Linked DNA regions of Zea mays: regions 2 and 3 are each linked to region 1. A link is a contact called in public Hi-C data. All regions are on one chromosome and are shown on one strand. The core of a region is the stretch at or near the end of the contact, and the rest is flanking DNA. Distances in the headings are between cores, read along the strand shown. Region 1 overlaps LOC103642489 (protein FORGETTER 1). Region 2 holds the start of LOC103641154 (probable WRKY transcription factor 3). Region 3 holds the start of LOC103641156 (probable protein phosphatase 2C 44).

Evidence for each region. A called contact is a pair of places that touch in the nucleus more often than the background predicts.
Region 2: a Hi-C map of leaf shows a contact between it and region 1, with 5 times the contacts expected there. The contact joins the promoter of LOC103641154 here to the enhancer-like site in region 1. A contact is called at or near these places in 6 of 25 Hi-C or Micro-C datasets (ear, leaf and tassel).
Region 3: a contact with region 1 is called in a Hi-C map of tassel, with 2.9 times the contacts expected there. The contact joins the promoter of LOC103641156 here to the enhancer-like site in region 1. A contact is called at or near these places in 3 of 25 Hi-C or Micro-C datasets (ear, endosperm and tassel).

The regions. Positions count from the first base shown.
Region 1 is chr10:66,697,870-66,701,127 of Zm-B73-REFERENCE-NAM-5.0, forward strand. LOC103642489 (protein FORGETTER 1) reads right to left here. Exons shown (of 32, transcript XM_020545728.1): 30 at 3,138-3,258; 31 at 2,818-2,929; 32 at 1,722-2,209. The coding sequence ends at 2,178. Among protein-coding and RNA genes, the nearest start is that of LOC103642489, 58 kb to the right of the region's middle. Within about 2 kb of position 1,577, at least 13 of the 20 cell types and tissues checked have an H3K27ac peak or open chromatin away from gene starts, as enhancers often do. A contact at or near this core is called in ear, leaf and tassel, where this site is marked.
Region 2 is chr10:66,490,539-66,493,796 of Zm-B73-REFERENCE-NAM-5.0, forward strand. It overlaps LOC103641154 (probable WRKY transcription factor 3), which reads left to right and starts at 1,539. Exons shown (of 2, transcript XM_008664524.4): 1 at 1,539-2,582; 2 at 2,782-3,258. The coding sequence starts at 2,313. The coding sequence ends at 3,177.
Region 3 is chr10:66,563,191-66,566,448 of Zm-B73-REFERENCE-NAM-5.0, forward strand. It overlaps LOC103641156 (probable protein phosphatase 2C 44), which reads right to left and starts at 1,648. Exons shown (of 5, transcript NM_001345932.2): 1 at 1,349-1,648. The coding sequence starts at 1,495.

The sequences.
Region 1 (3,258 bases), core at 327-2,826:
TTGTAAGGAAAATTGAACCCTGGGCCATTTGGCTCAATAGGTTTTGGTGTTTGATGATTAACACAACCTATGGACTAATGCGTTTGCTAGTGTTTATGCTTGTAGTTCACACAATGCTAAGGTTACTTGGACTAAGGCAATGAGGAAAGAAACACCTCAAAAGAAGACATTATGAAGATCACAAGTGAAGATCAACAAGTATCAAGCAAGTCCAAGAAACGAAGACAAGTGTTGCCACTGACGGACTATCCGACTGAGAGCACCGGACTGTCCGGTGCCACACGCCGGACTGTCCGGTGCACCAGGGAACAGTAGCCTAATGGCTAGTTCCAGGTGGCACTGGTGGAAAAAGCCACCGGACTGTCCGGTGTAAAAGCCCGCAACGCCAACGGTCACCTGCGGTGTCAGTCCAATAGCTAGGCGCACCGGACAGGGGCAACGGACTGTCCGATTACCCCACCGGACTGTCCGGTGTGCCGCAGAGAGCAGCAACTTTTCTCCAACGGCTAGTTTTGTGTTAGGGTCCATAAATACCACCCCAACTGGCCATTTCAAGGTGTGGGAGCCCAAGCAACATACCAAGGCATAGTATAAAATTTTCCAAGTGCTCATACACCCAAGTGCTTAATAGAATCACTCGGTGATTAGCGTATGTGCTTTGCGAAGTGCTTAGATTAGTTAGACCGCTTTAGCGCTTGCTTTAGGTAAATTCTAGTTAGTTGAGTGAATTTAGAAAAACCACATAACCCCTCGTCTCTTGCGTGAGCCGTTGTAATTGTACCGAGTGGGGCGTGAGTCTTGCGAGACCATGATAACCGAGTTTGTGTCACGACCGCCACCGTGTACCGGAGGAAACGAGGCTCGCGAAGTTTTCGGCCAAAAGCTCGACAGTGGAGACAGCGGGGAGCGTCCAAGAGGAGCCGAAAGCGGAGCACCACTTGCGCGTGGAGAAGACCCGCGACTCTTTACGGAGTTATTCGACCGTGGTGCTTGTCCCTCACATGGGCTTCCCTTTGCATAGGGGCACCAACGAGAATTAGTCAGTACCTTGCGTGGTTCTAGGTACCTCAGTAAAAATACCAACATCATCCAAAAGAGTTTACATCTCTAACTTGCTATTTAGCGTCCACATTTATATTAAACATTTAAGTTACAATCTCGTCTTTACACTTATATTGTTTAGGATTAAAACTTAGCCATTACGATAGAGATAACAACACTTAGACAAAACCTAGTTTGCACATTCTAGTTTGATTATTTACATAGGTTTTGCTCTAGTGATTTATCTGTGGCTTAGTTTAGAGAAAGTTTTAGAAGTCCTAATTCACCCCTATTAGACGTCATCTGTTTCCTTCAGTCCTACCAGGTAACTTTAATCAAAACAGTTTCTACTATTTCTACAAATTGTAGTTGTATCAGTTGGAGCAACTGGGTTTAATCCAAAAACGAACGTGGCAAAAAAAAATGTTGGAGACGACACCTTTATTTTAAGGAAAGGTGGCTGCAAGTGCGTCAGACTGTGCCCACCACAGCCTGCTAGATAGCAGACTCTGCTTTATTTGGCTCCAACTTCTGTTGCTTAATCCAGCACGACAGTACAGCCTCAGCCCTCCCTCGGAGATGCCAAACATGGTATAGGAGCTGTTTGATTGCTTGGATGAGATAGGTCTTGTCAGGCCCATTGTCTCTACCATGTAAAGCAAGGCGGCAGGTGCCAGGAAGAAGAAACGGGTAACTCTACCCATGAGCTGATGCACGGTAACCAGATTCGTTTGTACAGCCTACCAAACAATGACCAATCCTCAACCTCGTTTTGTTTATAGAAAACAAACCCCAACCCAATCGGTCTCAGGCCAGCCATATGAGCCACCCTTGTCAGGGAAACAACACAGGCCCATAAGAGCCACAGCCACCACATCTCCACACCACTACATCGTGCAGCATTTAGGCATGTAGCCTCCAACAACAGGCTAACTTACAACAGCACCCCGGTCTGATATAAACGTTTACGTAACTTTCATATATATAACACAAAAGTGGCCCAGCCGTTGTCGTATACTTTTCCTGACTGCGTACAACCACAACCGTTTCACAAGCGAAATGCACAAGTTGCCTCAGCGACAAAGATTTGGTCCAAAGCAAAGGAAGGACTGCCAAAGGAGTAGCTTCTTGCCAAATCATTCGTCAATATCTTGGACCCATTGCAAACCTGCCATGGCACAACAAACGCGTGCGAGTAAGCAACATTAGGGGGGGGGGGGGATCATAATTCTCCGAACACATCAACTGTTATGTTACACAAAATTGCGTGAAACTGAGCTCACCCAAAAAGGGAATCTCATTATAACCTGGATGTCATCATAACCTCAGAAAGCAAAATTATAAATAAACTTTGGGTGTTTTGACTCATGCGGACGCCCGGTGCAGTGCTAGACCACCAATGTCGCCGGCACAAACAACATCCATACAGGACTTGCCTGCCGTACACCATTGCACTTTCCACCAGCGAATGAGACCCCAACTGCTTCCAGCAGCAGTGAGGTGGAGTGGAGTGATGAGAGGGGTGGTGGCACTAGGGTTAGGCCGCCTGCCCCAGACGCCGAGACTCAATACTAAAGAGGGTGGGTTATTTACTCTGTTTTTCATACAATGACACTAATTTGTGACTGGAGGGAGCAACAGCTAGTAGCATCTATAGTCTGCTGACATTATTTTCTAGCCATGCATGCAAATTCAACACCGGTTGTTAGGAGTGCAGATAAAAGTGCAAGCAGCAGATGGGAATTCTTCTTTGAAAAAGGTAACGCTACAACTGACCTTCGAGTACAGACTCCACTGCAGAATTTGGAATGATAAGCCCAACAAACCGTTTGTTCTCAGTCGTGGTCTCCAAGCGGACCACACGTATTCTCCTGTGAATCTGCCGTGCCTAATTTGCATAAGTAAAATAACTGCCAGTTAGGGAACCCTAGATTAAATACCCTCCACAGCTCTAGTACATGTACATCCCTATTCTATTAACAAATTTTACCGTGCTATACAATATAAATACTTTCACATAATGAACTGGTAATTGCGACAGGTGGCATGTGCTTCTAGTAAGAGAAAGCATCGTTTTTAATATTAGAAAAACAAACCTGCTTAGCCAGTGCCTTTGCTACTGCACCCCATACAGGAAGTATTAGACCACCCAATATATTAATCTCCTGCAACCTTCTACCCACTGTGCAATTGCTTCCGAGTTTGCATTTTGGCCCG
Region 2 (3,258 bases), core at 289-2,788, 210 kb before region 1:
CATAATATTACAACGATAATTTACAAATTCATAAATTAATTCAACACATAATTTAGACAATAAATTAATGGGTTGGGGTTGTCTTGAACCTTGGGTTCGCTCATCTGCAGGGGTGAACGTCGACGAGCAGGGAGTGGTCGGTCGGGCAGGGAACGAGTGTGGTCGTCGTGCTGCGCGGTCGCGTCGACGACGAACGGTGTAACTCCGGCAATGCGTTCGGACGGTGGGGCATGAGTTCCGGTGAGGCTCCACGGATGGCGGACGAGCGACGAACGGAGTGGGCACGGCGAGAGCAGAGGAGGGCTTCATACGGCAGGTGCGTGGCGCTGCTGCGGGTGCCGGGGTGCTGCACGGACGGGCTCCGGCGCGATGGCGAACGGCGAGCAAGGGAGAGAGAAAGCGTGAGAGAGGGAGGGCGTTCGGGTAAGGAGAGAGGAGGGATTCGGCGGTCTTATAGAGCGGACGGGGAGAGAGAGACGCCGAGGGGAGGAAGTGAACGGTCGGCGGCTCCATCAATGGCGGCCGGGACTTCATGGATGAGAGTAATGGGAGAGAAACGAACATGTTAAAGCTCTATTAACGCCAAAGAAACGGCTCCATTCACGCGGACGGCGCGGGTGGCGGCTTCGGTCGGGCTTGAGTGCAGGGTGCGGGTCGCTGGCCGGTCGGGGTGGAAGTCGCGTGGCGGTTCCTGGGCTCGGCCGCGGCGTGGGAGCTTCGCAGTTGGGTGCGCAGGCTGGTCGGGGCTGCGCTTCGGTGCACGGGACGTCCGGTTGCCTGGGCGGTCAGGTCGCGGCGCAGGGTGGGGTCCTCGGCCGATGGAGTCGAGGTCGGCTGGCGTCCTGTCGCGGCTGGCTTGGTCGATGCAGGGCGGCGCGCTCGGTCGTCGGGTCACGGCACCTGCGGCGGCTTCCTGGAGGAGAGAGAGAAAGGAGAGAGAATAGGGGGAGGGAGTCCTGGCGGCGGCTTGGAGGAAGAAGGCAGGGGGCGGCGGCCGGTTAGGTCAAGGGGCGCGGCTAATGGGCCCTAGTGGGCCGGCTAGGGTTAGATTAGTTTTTTTCTTTTTTTTCTATTTCCTTTTCTAATTTCGAAATACCTATTCAAATAAACATAAAATTCATAATAATTAAACCAAAATTATTTATAAATAAAATATTAATTCTTGGGCTAATATTTATTATATTATTTATGTGAATTTTCATTTAAGAAGAAATGATATTCAATATTCAAAATTAATCATGAGCATTCAAAATTCATTACAAAGGCAAATAAATAACGAACACTTAAGAGAAAATTAATTATCATAAATATTATTAATAACTAAATGTATTATTTTTATTTAATGACTTTTATAGTGTTACAACATGTGATTTGTCAATCTCAACAAACAGTAGCGAAGCTAGCAAATAATTTATCGGGGTCATCAGTATTATCTACTGGATCTTTACTATAGAACTTTTGTTATTAACACCGTTTTTCTATTAGATATTCAAAAAATTATCGGGGTCAGCTGACCCCAAAATAAGGGCTGGCTCCGCCCCTGTCAACAAATCGATGCGAGGACCAGTTATCAAGGTCTCCTTATGATGGCCTGCGGTGCTTGGGCCTTGGGTATGTATGCACTGCATTTGTGCTGCTGTCCGCCTATGAACTTCTGGTCACTGCATATAAGAAATTTGTTTTTTCTTTTTCAGCTTGGGTTTTCAGTGTCCTCGAGCAAGTAAAGTAGCTTTGCATAATTTATTATATGTTTTTTGTTATTAACCTCCAAATATAGTCAATATGCTCTATCATAAAAATTTTAATTTTCCACTGCATGCCTTGATCATCAAAATCTGTTATGTTGTTCAGAGTTTGTCTCAAACAAGGATGGGCAGCAGGAGGATGGGTTCAGAGCCTGATCTATCACTAAATGCTGACCATCCCCTGCTTGGTGCCCATACCTAACAGTCTTACATGCACGTGCCCTAACTACCTCCCTCTTTGTCTTCTGCTCAACATCCTTGTTGGCTTGTTGCCTTTGCAATTGCATTGCTTCCACCAGTACATACAGCTGCAACAGAGTAGAGGACTATGTGAACCCTCCCGTTCTTCCATTACTCTCTTTACTTGCTCAGTTCATTGGCTATGTGAATGCCCTTCCCCGGATTACTATGATTTGTTTGGTTTATTGTGGGAGTTTGTAATTTTCACTAGAAAACAGTTCAGTTTGTATACGAAGTATTGGTCTACTACTCTCTTAAGTTCCATAAATCCCTGGTGCGTTCGTTCTCTCTCTCTATGTCTCTATTTCTCCCCCTACAAACAAGCAAATGAGCTACTGCTATGGTTACAAATTCATGAATTGTCCCCTGTTTTCAGGTTCAGGGAAGATGCAACCTCATGAGAAGGTTGCTGTTCTGAAGCCTGTTGCCTCCAGGCCTTTCTCCAGCTTCTGGCCCTTCCCAAAGTTTCTGCACGACTTCAACGCCACTTGTTCCCCAACAATCACCTTCCCACAGGAGACTGAGCTAATCAGGCCAAAAGCCACTCGGTTGGCATCGCTGCCGGGTGACCTTCCAACACAGATTGCAGCAACGACAGTAAGTCTCACACTGGTTCTCTGCTTTGGAATGATGCTTCATGTATTTTGATGACGGCAATCTTTTTGAGGATTGAATGAATCCTTCTAAATTCAAGTATTTGGCTGTCATATATATATGCGATTACTGAACTATCCAGTGTATCATCGTCATCAGCATCATCAGATCTTGTTTCAATTGCGCTAAACTGAACTTGCAGGATGCCGGGTCGGATACCATGTCTGAGGAGGTGGAAGGGTATGCAAAACATCACACGTATCGTGACCATGCAACAGCGTGCCAAGCTGCGAGGCGGAATGGTGAGCGCAGTCGCCTGTCACTTGACGGGTACAGCTGGAGGAAATACGGGCAAAAGAAAGTGAAAGGCAGCGAGTTCCCGCGGAGCTACTACAAGTGCACTCACCCTAGCTGCCCTGTGAAGAGGAAGGTGGAGACGACGCCAGATGGCCAGGTTGCTGAGATCGTGTATAGTGGTGAGCACAACCACCTGAAGCCGGGCAAGCCTTGTCCCCCGAGGAAGCCATTGCTGTCGACAAGCACAGATGCTGTGATGTGTGACACGCATGGTATTGACGACATGACGCCGCCGGAGTAGAGACGAAGACAACCAGGAGTTCAGATTCTTCGTTCCAGTACTTAAATCTAGCTAAGCTGCTGGTTTCACAATTCCATTAAA
Region 3 (3,258 bases), core at 398-2,897, 130 kb before region 1:
TTTCTCCGCAACGAGCTCAGGGAAGGTGTTTTTTGGACCTTCGGCTTCCCGAAGCTGAAGAGGCTTTTTTCACGGGTCAAGCTCGTTACGAAGAACGATCTAGCACCGCGAAAGGGGCTACTGTTGGGGTCGTGCTTCGGTGCGCCGAAGGTCTCACACGAAGAAGCAGCTTCGGCTGAAGTCATCTCCAAGAGATGGCCGAAGGTCCCTTTTCATGGAGCTTCGGCGTTTTAAACCGACATAGAGATAGAATGACCTTTTTATACATATAGGTCTGAGTCAATGCTGTAAACTTTCGCAAGGGGCATAATTGTAATTTGTCACAGGCTGCGACCTGTGCCTATAAATAGATGAACAGTACCTCTGTACTGTTCACGTGAACTTGTCATTTGCTTCCGCATCACGCTTGTACTTTTGCCTTCCGCAGGACCGAAGGTACATTTGTAATTCAAAGTCATTTATATTCATTAGTACAAGTAGAGTTAATTCTATGACAATATTTAAATGTCTATTTCATATTCTATGATTTATGTGAATGCTTCATTCTTCGTTGTTATGCTTACGAAGGTATGTCCTTCGTAACCTTCGTCCGAGATGCTTTATATCCCGAAGGGATATATCGTTATGGAGGACGAAGGACCTTAACACTTAACATTTTTTGTGTTGCCTTGTTCTTAATTCTTAGCATTTGAGAACAAGTCCCCAACAGTGGCACTCGTCACAATCCAATTGTCCTATCATAAATTAATGAAATCCGCAAAGGCCCTTACCATTATGATACTCAGTGAGGTGTCATATATCTATGCATAGCACTAAAAGGGCTATATTCCAGCTTCCATTTCAGAACCGCTGCTGGGTAGCAGAAAGTTAGGACTGGAACTAATACAAAACTAACTTCAGCACTCCTTGGCCTGGGTGATCGACACTAAATATCCTTCAAACATCATATGCAGGAAATTCTAGACATGCATCTTGCCCATCTGGGCAAAAATCCCACTTGCATCAACTATCTAACCCTCTTCATCTTCCTCTTCCACGGGACTCATCGATCGCCGGACACCAGGTTACCATTGATCCCCGTCCAAATCCAAAGTTGCACCGTTTACTGGACGCACCGGTCGCTCGGAACCCGCTGATAAATTGCCCCACCACGATTTTGAAAGCTGCTATCCTAAATCGTTTTAGGGAAAAAAGCTACTTTCCAAAATTAACAGCAAGAACGCACAGTAACAGCAGGCACGTTAAAGGTCGTCGCCTCACAACGGCTGGACTGGAGCAGCAAGCCAAGCCGGGCTTGCCGGCGCCGGAGACGCAAAAGGAATAACAGAGACAAGCTTCTTTTAGTTACCATGAGCATGTTGAGGATGTCGGGACGCCTCTTGCTGCGGTGAAGGCGGGAGCCCCCCGTCGACGGGCCTGACGGCGAGGAGGAAGACGAGGACGAGGACGAGCAGGACGCCGGGTGGCTATCCGCTGCCCGCCCGCCGCCGATCATGGCCGTGGCCGGCACCAGCGCAGCGCCGCCGCAAGCACGGGTTGGGTCAGTCTCCTCGGTTTCCTCGTGCTCCCCCGGTCCCCCCTTGTTGGCTTTACGCGTCCGTGCTCGGTTGACCCTGGTACCGTGAATTTCATTTCGCCATTTTTTTATCCCATCTCATTCGGAGATCCTTGTGGTTAACGGGATGGGCACTTTGGGCCGCCGCGAGCATACTATAATTTCTTATTTGGCTGAACTCTTGATTTTTTACTTTTAAAATATAAATATTTTCTACTCCGTATTTGACAATAAATATAAATTTGTACGACCAAGAAAAGAACCAAATTTATATTTAGGATGAAAAAGGTTTATATTTTAGGGGGAAAATCAGTAACTTTACGCGTCAAATAAAAAATATTTTCATATTAATTTCACGAAGACATAATCTTTTATTATTCATATCTCTTGACTGAAGTGTAGGTAACGCAGCATATTTTATTTATTATATACCACTATAAGATACTTATATCCGTATATGTTGCTTATTGCTGCAATGGAGAAAAGAAATATCCTATAATGAAAAGTCTCGGTCTCTAATGAAAACTCTAGAGCTAATAATTAGCTAGCTAATAAATTGTTAGTTAGGTTGAGCCAGATAATAAAATAATTATTAGATATGAGTTGGCTAACAATTAGCTAGAGGTGTTTAGAATCTATTAGTTTAAAGATTCCAAAAGGGCCTTAGGTCATAAGATTATGATCGTGTAAAACTCTGTTTTTATAATGTAGACTATACTGTTTGGAGAGTAGAGTTTAAAATATGAGGTGTTTGGTTGGATTGTGGCTTGAAAAAAGCTGTTGTGGACTGTGAGCTGTGGAAAAAGCTGTTGTGGAATGTGAGCTGTTAAAAAACTAAAGATCGTTTGGTGAAAACCACTAAAATCTACTAAAAGTTATTCTATATTTATTTTCACGGTTCTATCCATAAGCCGCCAAAAGTATGTTCAAAGGTGCTTTCATTTTTACAATGTAAGAAAGTCGGTTTTACAAAAAGCTGCTTGCTAAATCCAACCCTTTGGTTTGACTTTTGCCTTTTAGTGGGCAAAAGCCAAAATCAAACGCCAAACCAAACACATTATAAGACTCCTAGACTTTAGGCATGATGATAAAAGATGAGTAGATGATTAGAAAATCCAACATTATTGGCAGAATGTTGATCAGACCTACATGTTATTTAGGGGTCGTAACGAATCACGATCCAAATATTTCTTCACAATAAGTTAGGGCTCTTAATTATTTTTAGTTCAAAAATAAATAGTAATAGAACCCGATCCTAATCTGATTCGATCCTTAAAATTTATAGTGTAGAATCTAGAGCCCATTAGGCTATTCTCAATAGTAGTTTTATTGTAGTTTCATACATATTTAATTGTGTGTCACATTGGTATTTTAGAGGACATGACATAGCATTTAAGAGGAATAAATTTTATTGGATGAAATTAGTTTCATTGTGATGAAACTATGTCAACTCGTTTCCACGGACTAAAAAACCATGTGAAACCTCAATTGGGAGTGATTTGTTTCATCTTCATATATTTTACTAATTTCTATTGATCATTTACTTGTAGCATTTAATTGGAATGTAGTGTTGGGGACTTGTTCTCAAATGCTATGAGTTAAGAACAAGGCAACATAGAAAATGTTAATCGATTAGGTCCTTCGTCCTTCGAAGCATTATTCCCTTCAAGACATAATGCTTTTCGGACGAAGGTTATGAAGTG